Linked DNA regions of Mus musculus: region 1 is linked to region 2. The links are chromatin contacts, called in public Hi-C maps. All regions are on one chromosome and are shown on one strand. The core of a region is the stretch at or near the end of the contact, and the rest is flanking DNA. Distances in the headings are between cores, read along the strand shown. Region 1 holds the start of Kcnj6 (potassium inwardly-rectifying channel, subfamily J, member 6). Region 2 overlaps Kcnj6 (potassium inwardly-rectifying channel, subfamily J, member 6).

The links. Hi-C and Micro-C count contacts between places; a contact is called where the count stands out from the background.
Region 1: a contact with region 2 is called in a Hi-C map of cerebellum, with 1.8 times the contacts expected there. The contact joins the promoter of Kcnj6 here to the enhancer-like site in region 2. A contact is called at or near these places in 1 of 39 promoter capture datasets (maxillary cranial neural crest), 4 of 484 Hi-C or Micro-C datasets (the N1E-115 cell line, cerebellum and cortical neurons), 3 of 115 datasets of contacts at active chromatin or transcription factors (embryonic forebrain, embryonic stem cells and neural progenitor cells) and 1 of 9 other capture datasets (pancreatic islet).

The regions. Positions count from the first base shown.
Region 1 is chr16:94,994,847-94,999,234 of GRCm38.p6, reverse strand. Kcnj6 (potassium inwardly-rectifying channel, subfamily J, member 6) reads left to right here and starts at 1,539. Exons shown (of 4, transcript NM_010606.2): 1 at 1,539-2,048. It overlaps Gm31407 (a long non-coding RNA gene), which reads right to left and starts at 1,007. Exons shown (of 2, transcript XR_385080.4): 1 at 511-1,007.
Region 2 is chr16:94,954,752-94,959,667 of GRCm38.p6, reverse strand. The region is part of intron 1 of Kcnj6 (potassium inwardly-rectifying channel, subfamily J, member 6); the gene reads left to right. Among named protein-coding and RNA genes, the nearest start is that of Kcnj6, 40 kb to the left of the region's middle. Within about 2 kb of position 2,322, at least 23 of the 459 cell types and tissues checked have an H3K27ac peak or open chromatin away from gene starts, as enhancers often do. A contact at or near this core is called in the N1E-115 cell line and cerebellum, where this site is marked.

The DNA of each region.
Region 1 (4,388 bases), core at 290-2,789, 40 kb before region 2:
GCCAGGGCCTTGCTTTGTCTTCATTTCTGACACAATTGCTAAGCCCAGCAGACTTATGTAGCATAAGATCACATGTTGTGCATAGTAATGCCTCTGAATGCCACACAAAAGCTGAGGCACGAGCAACTGAGATCACAGTCCCTCGGGGAAAATCATCAACAAATACAAACTCGTAGCCTGTGTGGGTAAGGAGGGCCCAGCTGTTGATGCAAACTGAGGTAAACACCTTTCTGTAGCAAAGTTGGCTCAGAAAGCAGACAGTCTTCCTGAGAGACATTAAAAGATACAAATAGGGGCTGAGATGACTTAGAGCTTAAGGGCCTGCATTGCTCTTACAGAGGACCCAGATTCTACTCCAGCACCCACACTACCCAGCTTATAATTCCCTGTAACTCATGCTTTGGGTAATATGATGCTTTCTTCTATACTCTGTGGGTACACACACACACACACACACACACACACACACACACACAACACACGCATGCATGAACATGCATGCACACCTACTTTTAGAGCGCGAGTTTAGAATAAAATATCATTCACTGCTAAGAGCAGATCTCGATGAATCCCTTCATCAGAAAGGGTCACCTTCTTGAGCTGTGAAGTAAACAGAATACCCCGTGGTTAATAGGGCCATTATAGAATTATCAGCCAGTGGTGTCAATTACTTTTACAGACCCTTGCGAAACTATTTCTCCTTGGGTTAAAAATGCATAAACAGGTCTGTACTTGGGTGGAAGCTAGATGCGAGAAGGCTTTGGAAATGAGCTACTGCTTGCAAAATGACCGTAAAAGAAAGTCAGGTTGTACTGTGGGATGCCCCCTGAAAGAACCATGCAAAAGCAGGTTAAATCCAAACTAGGTGGCTGTCCGAGGGGTGTGTGTGTTTACAGGCAGTTGAGATTATACTCAGAAAGCTCAGAAAGCTTAACCAAAGTAGGGGTGGGGGCAGCAGCTGGCACTACGTCCCTGGAGTGGTGGATAGGATAGAGAAAGCACAGCACAGACTTGCTCTTAGATCTGTGTGAGCAAAGTCTTGGGCTGCAGGCCCCCCCCCTCACCCCCACCCTCAGGCCCCTCTTGCTGGCTAAGGCCTCTCTGGGCTGTGCTGGCCACGTGTGATCTATTTCAGCCCAATGGATGGCAGTGAAGAAACCCCACTTTTCAATTTTCGTCAAAGCTAAAAGAGAAGCTATAACAAGTAGGCATAAACTGATCCTCAAGTTTAGGACTTAAGTGACATGAGGGAATGGAAGGTTCCTGTGCATCTAAGACCCAAAGACTCCTCACGCCCAGCACTAGAAACCCCTATTTCTCGGTGGCGCTCCCCTGTTTTAGCGCCTGAGTCCACTGCAGGTTAAAAAGAACAAGAGGCTGGGCGAAGGGTGGGCAGCTAGGGTCCGGCTCCATCTCTTCCGCCTCGCCGCGAAGCTGATCACTGTGTCGCCTCGGTTCTCCAGCGCGCGGCGCTGCGCCCGCTTTTATCCAGAGACGCGTCGCTTCGTGCGCTGACAGCGCGGCTCAGCCCGTGGGGCTGGAACCGAGTAGCATTCGTTGAATCTGCGGCTTTCATGACGTCTCCCTGCAAGGTCTATCACTTTGCTCCTAAACGAGGATTTATTCCCTCTGCCACTCAAGGCTGTCCCCCAGTTTCCTCGCAACCGGGCTTCCTCCTCAGTCCCTGCCCACACGCGCACTCCTCTGCCCCGCGGTGGCCCCAGCGCCCAGCCCTCCAGCCAGAGGGAGCCAGTCACCAGACGGCAGCACCTGGCTGGAGAGGTTGGGCGGGCCGAGGGTGGGGATCCGCGGGAACCGGCGAGTCGGAGCTGGAGCAGGAGCTGGACCCAACCGCTAGCAGCAGAATGGAGTCTCCTGAAAGCCTGCCGGGGCTGATGTGAAATTGGACCATCTGCTTCCAGTTGGTCTGTTTCCTCCTTTTCTTGTATTTTCTTCCCTCGCCATTCACCGTGGAGTGAATTATTGAATCTTGCTCCGTTCCGAGAGAGGCGATCAGGATGGAGTGAACCTACCCTGTCCACTACAAGGTAAGCAGTGCGTTTGAGTTGCTGAAAGCGAGGAGCTGGCATGGATCCCAGACAGATGTTCCGTGTCCTAGGATCCTCGAGCCTTCGGGTCCTGGCTGCCAGGTCCCCAGCCCCACTGTGGCTGCTTGCATTCCCTACTCAGCGGAGACATGATGCTGAAGTCCACCAGAGGCAGGAAAAGCTGCCTTTGGTTACATAACCAAAAGGAAATGTGTCTCATAGGGTTTTCATTAGCTGCTTAAAAACTCGCCTGGGTGGGTGGCGGGAGGAGGGGTCTGCCTGCCCTGGGCGCTAGAGAATGGGTCAGTTACTGTGGACCTTGCTCCAGCACCTCTAGTGAAGATCAAACATACAGATGATCCCGCAGGCAGGGGCGGCTGGTGGGGTAGGCAGGGAGAGTTAGGAAAAGCCCATTGTCTTGGTGGAAAGCGGTAGCCTTGTTCTGTTTGGGCATAAAGAGGAGAGGATGCGAAGGAGGAAAAGTGAGCAGAAGGGCGAAATGAACCTGAGACAGGGGAGGACTTCTCATAGTCTTCATCAGTAAACCCGAGATGTGCCGTGCTGATGAAAGACAAGGACTAAGTAAACTAACTGAAAGCAGGGAACACCAGGGTCACACGAAGTGTTTATGGCATTTAGGGGCTAGATGAATCTGCTAACTTAGCTTCTCTCTGGATATGTGTTCATTTGTATCAAGACGTTAAGCTTGGGTTAGTTTTTTAACTGAAATGGTATTCTTATTCCCCACGCCTAATAAGCCCTGGGTGGATCCACAGGTATATATACAGGGTTCAATATGGAGAGAATATTAGAGGGGGAACAGATCTACATAGAAAAGGTCACAGAAACAACCTGAGCTTATTGAAAAGGAAATAACAGAATTTTCCAAACAACCCCTTCTTCACCTCTACTTCCCCCAAAAGGAGAGGACTGAGAGGGGGGAACCCTCCAGTGTCTGGGAGTTTGCAATTCATTATAGCTTCAGTGTGCTCCCAACTGCTTTCTCCAAAGTCTCCGGGTCCTGGGGAGCTCTCAGGTACCGTGTGCTATGCACTTCCGTTCAAGCACTAATGCCCTGGCTAGCTTTCTTTTGGTAAAAAATAAATAAATAAATAAAAATGGAGAAGGACAATGTCCGAGAAAGTGGGCTTGCTACAATCAGGGCTGAGCTAACTAAGCTTCGCCCATTTTGCCTGGAGAAGGAAGGCGCTGAGTCTCCATGGCGACCCAGGTGGGAGGAGACATAGCAGCTCCAGCGACAGGAAAAACCGTTGGACAAAACTTTCTTGGCTCCAGGCAAAAAAATGCCCACCGTGTGCCCTAAGGGTATCCTAGGGTATCAGCTGGGTCCAGCTCCCTAAGAGTGATCCACGAGAGGGCACTTATATCCTGTCAGGCTCTCCTCCAACATGGCAAAGTTTCCGTAGATGCCATTCTGAGCAGGTTCTGGTTTCAGCACCAAGGCCAGAGCAAGGTGCAGCGAGTTCATGTCCCTGATAGGATGGCTGCCCCTAGCAAACTCTAGATCTTGTGGTCTTGGGAAGGCAATCTCTATCTATCAAATTCCCTGTTCGTGCTGAATTCGGGTGTCAGATTATCCATGGAATTATGTGGCACACAGGAGTTAGCAAATCAACCATTTCATGCATGATGGTGCATCAGAGTAACTGCTCAAAATAAACACTGAAACCGCAAAAGATCAAAGCTGACCTGAGAACATAGAAAATATCCCTCCTCGAGGAAAGGAAACACGCACGCACAAGCGCGTGTGTGACACACACACACACACACACACACACACACACACACACACACACACGTGTGCTCGAGTGAGATCAGATCCCGAGGAAAACAGTTGAATTTGAACCAAGTATCTGACTCACAGAAAACGTTCACAGGCTCCTGCCTCTCTCACACCCTTCTGTAACTTTCTTTTGGACATAGATTTTGGGAAAGTGCCATGATAGCATCCTGACCAGTAAGAGACCAGCCAACCAACTCCTGCCTAGGGTCCCAAGATCCAAGAGAGTAGAGAAACAGTTTGCCCTTCATCCAGACTTGGCTGGGTCCTCAGCACCATGAGGAGCAAGAGTTAGGGAGGCAGAAGCCGGCTGTGAGCTCCTCTAGTCAGCTTATGAGCACGGTAACTGGCTTCCACGATTGCAGACACAGTGAGGGGGGAGGAATCCTTCCCAGTAATATAAACAAAGGAGAACCTGTGCTGGGGGAGTCTTAGCATTCAAGTTCATCTGGACATTGATTCAGGTGAGTACCAGGATCCACTCCACCTTACCTTGCTAGACATTGGTTTGCTTTGCTTTTTTTTTTTTCCTTCACAGG
Region 2 (4,916 bases), core at 1,073-3,572:
CCTGAGACTAACCAGAGAGGGCTGAGGAGACCTGAGACTAACCAGGGAGGGCTGAGGAGACCTGAGACTAACCAGGGAGGGCTGAGGAGACCTGAGACTAACCAGGGAGGGCTGAGGAGACCTGAGACTAACCAGGGAGGGCTGAGGAGACCTGAGACTAACCAGGGAGGGCTGAGGACATAGCTCAGCAAGTGAAGCACTTGCTGCAGAAGCCTGAGGACCTGAGTTCAGATCTCTGGAACCCATGTAAAGCCAGACCCAGGAGTATATATCTGAGGAGACTCTTCATTCATGAGCCAGCTAGCCTGTGTCTAGTGTATGCAGTTGTGTATACCAGGGGTATGCCCAGAGTGTATGCCAAATCTGCCATAGATTTCTGGGCCTGAGCATCTTTGTGACCAAGTGCCTTCATCATAGACCTCACCTGCTACTTGAAGCCTAGGCCTTCCCACTTCCACTGCCCTGATGTGTAGGCCTTCCCATTTCCCTGAGGTGTGGGCCTTCCCCAGTTCCATCTCAGTGAAGGTTCTGTGCTAGGAAGATGCTCAGTCAGTAAAGAAGATCTGAGTTCAAACCCTAGAAACCATATAAAAAGTTGGGCATGATGGCGTGTGCCTGTAATCCCAGGAATGGCAAGAAGGAAAATGGAGACAGACAGATCCCTAGAACTCATGGACTAGCCTGGCCTATGTGTTAAACTTCTAGACCAATGAGAGACCCTGTTTCAATAGAGAAGTGAAAGGTGCTTAAAAACTAATACCTAAGATTGTCCTCTGACCTATGCACACACACAAGCATATGCACACCTACATACGTGTATGCACACATGTACACACATATACACATGCATGCATACACAACCACACATGTATATACATGTACATCCACACACATGTATACATGCAAACACACACATATGTACATATACACATGTGCACACACATGCACACTCACATATGCACATACATCATATGCATACATACACACACATACACACATACACACGTACACACTTCCTTTCTTTGCCTCACAATCCTACAGTAAGATGATTCCATAGCAAGTGGTTTGAAGTAATGCATACCTCTTTGATGGCACTTCAATGCATCTAAGCACTCTACAACAGGCACAGGCCATGAGTTCGCAGAATGTGGGATGTGGCTCCACCCTGAACCTATCCAGAGTGTTAAATAGAGCACCATGACACAATACCAGAGGACCTATAATGGAAGGAAAACAAGCAACTAGCGTTTCCCTCTGAATCCCCAGCTTGACCACAAGTCCGCCTAGGTAAGAGAAAGTGTTCACAGTCTCCAAAACAATCTCTAATTCTCTATAGTAGACTCAGAAGAAGGCCACAGTGCACATGGTGATGGACATTGTACCAAGATGCCCTGTAGTTCACAAAAGCCACCTTGTGTGCTCTTTCTCCCCCTCCTCCTTCTCCACCTCTTGCACTTGAGTTATTTCTGTATGTCAGGGTGTGTTCCCCATAAGTGCTTAAGTATATATCTCCCAAGACAGAGATAGCTCTTCTCCACACGGTTTGGGAATGCACCCTTTCCTCAGCCCTGACTTGCTTGTCTGTATAGGGACAGAACTAGGAACAGAGATACTGGCTTTGCCTAAAGCCAGAAGCATAAAATCATAAACATGATCTGCATGAGAGAATGCTCAATAGGGAGAGGGCAAGAAAGGTGACTGCAGAAAGTCAAGATGGGGATGCTTGCTACCAGAAGGAAATGAAAGGGGTTGAACTGGTTGCTTCCTCAGGCACATCAATCCCAGCCCTTGGCATGACCAACCCCAGAATAGCATATGATGATGCTCTTAAGACAAGTTCTGTGATGTTGAAGTTCAGAGAACCCAGAGAATAGCCAGAAAGTATCTGAGCCTGTCCCCTCCTGTCCATCCCCATTCCTCTGTCCATGACTGTATAACCAACAGTAAAGCAAGTGCCATCTGCCTCTGTGCCTAGTCCTGCAGAGCACAGAGCCTTAGGAAGGAATCTCTGCCTTGGGCTCCCTGGATTCTGCTCCATCCCCCTTCTCATCTGCCTTCTGCTGTCCTTGGGGAAAAGGAGTTGAACAGCTGCTGCCCAACATAGAGAGAGGCCCCAGGCTGTGCTTGGTCAATGGCCCACCTTACAGCTCATGATGAGGGAAGCCATTTTTCCTTTCCACTATGTATGTATCCAAAAATCAGAGGCCCTGGGATTGTCCACAAGACGGCTATTACGGGGAATCCGTGGTTTCGTTAGATTCACCACATTTGGCAGAACAGGGTTCCATGGCTCAGCAGTACCGGGGAGAATCTCGTGAATACAGCAGGCTTATGCAACAGCCGGTCCACAGGGAGAGAGGCTGCCCAGCAGATGCAGCCGTCCTGACTTCTGCCTTATGAATTGGAAGTTTGTTGTTGGATTTCAGGTCTCATAAGGAAAGCTATTTTTCTGCTCCATTTAATTGTGTGTTTATTTGGGTTTGGGGAATCTGTCTAAATGCCATCCGTGATGAAAATCCATCTTTAGTAATATAGAATCAGACCAATCTCTGATTCCCCATCCTCTGATTTTATATAGAAAGGTTCCAGGGTCAGTCAAACAATGTGGGGGTCATGAAGTTCTCCACAAGGAGAGAGAATATTGCAGGAAACTTCAGAAAATGCAAAGTCTGGTCCTCACATTCCCTTACAGCCCTGGGTGAGAAAAGATTCTTCCCACTGTAAAGTCTTCTGTGTGAGTCTTCAAGTGAAGCTATCCAAACTCAGGGAGATTGAGAGGGACAGAGTGCAAAGTGGGACAGATAAGGGGGGTAGAAGGCAGAGGGAAAATACACATTTTGATTTTCAGTGTATGATCCAAAACTGCGCTCTATATGATCCAATTCCTTTAGGTTGCCTGTTATTTGTAATATATCTCATCATGTAGAAGCACTTGAAATAGAAGGTGTGTTCTGGCACTGTTGGATGAATGCCACCGAGTCACCACTGTGGACATCCTGTTAGCTGAGAGAACTGCTGAGTCACTGTGACACGCAGTTGATGCTCTCTCTAATGGCTCCAGCGATGGCTAAAAGCAATGTGTTGATGCTTTCGGTTACACTTATAAATGTTTCTGCTTCTGCTTACTATCAGTTTTTGTTCACTTATCTTACAGTGCTGTTGTTGGACTGTATCCATCCTCTTGTGACTGTGTTTCCTTGGTTGACAGAGCCTCTGATCTTACTAACTCATCTTGTCAAGTTGTGTCCGCTCTGCTCTGCTTTGCATTGTTGGAGTTCGTCAAAGGACCCTTACTCACAAAGACCACAGAGATCACCATCGCTGCAAAACACATGAGGATTTTTATTATTCCAACACGTTGGGGACTCCCCTCTCATCACACAGGCCAGAGGAGAGACCCAGAACAGAGAAAGAACACACTTTTTATACCTTTGTAAGGGGAAGATTTGGGCAACAGGGTTCTCATTGGTGTAGCAAGTAACCCTTTCAGGCATTGGTTGGCTTTATAGTGACTAAGTAACCCTTTGGCCTAGTGACTCACTTTGCTTGCCCCCATGGTGGGTTATTATGATTTGGTCAGCAAAGAAGTAATACATTTTGAACTTATGGATCAGCTATTAATGTCACAGCTATCAACATTAAGGGGATTGTAAGCGACAAGGTCAGGGTGGTTTGTGGTTTTTAGTCAGAATTCAGTGTGGGGCGGGGGACAGGAGAATTGTTAATTTGTTATGGTTATTTCTCTGAGAACAGCTAATATTGTTTTGGCAGCTTGTAGGTTCAGTCATTTTGAGAGTCAGGGTTTCTCTGTGTAGCCCTGGCTGCACTGAAACTCGCTCTGTAGACCAGACTGGCTTCGAACTTTGATTCACCTGCCTCTGCCTCCCAAGTGCTAGGATTAAAGGAGTACACCACCACCAGCCAGTTTGTTTATATTCTTATGGTATGTAATTTTCAATAATTTTACTTTCAACCTATATCATAATAATATTTAAGTGGATTTCATTTAAACAGCTGTATTTCCAGCATAGAGATAGATTTTTTTATTTATAAATTCTCCTAATCTCTGCCTTTAAATTGGCATGTTTAAACCATTTACACTTAATATAATTACTAGCATGTAAAAAATTAGTTATGCTATGTAATTTTTTTTACTTTGCTTTTTGTTGTTATCCCCTGAATCTGAATTTCTACTTCATCTGAATTTTTGTGGGCTACTTCAACATTTTTTATAATTTAATTTTGACTTTTCTTCAGTGTTTTCACATGTATTGCTGTCTTTATGCTTCCTAGTGGTTTCTCTGAACATGGCACTCTCTATACTAAGTTACCTGTTGCTGATGGTATTTTTACCAACTCAAGGGAAGTGTGGAAACTTAGGTCCTTTTACATCTGTTTTCCTTCTACCAATTTTGGGTGTCAACACATGCACTGAGAACCAAATCAGACCACACTTTAACTTGTTCGTCAACCATCGAACATATAAATCTGAAGAAGTCAGAAAGGACTTTGTGTTTATCTGTGTATTAGCTCTATCTGTATCTTCTATACTTGTGTGATGTTTTAAGAAATTCTTATTTAATCATTTTCTTTCTATTTAGGCAACTGTTTCTTTGAGGATAAGCCTCCTGATGGTGAATTCTCTTTGTTTTCCTTCATCTTAGAATGCTTGTATTTAACTTAGGAAGGATATTCTTGCTAGTTGTACTAATTGACTTTCTCATTGCTATGCCAAAATTCTGGGCAGAACTAGTATTAAGGGGGAAGTGTTTATTTTGGTGCAGGGAATCCAGGGTTTCCTTTCATCTCCAAGAAGCACAGGGAGAGAGAAAGTGCTTTCTCTCTTTTTCTCTTTTAGTCAATTCTGACTTCAAGTTTCTACATTCAGGACACATCTTCAACATCTTAGCTAATCT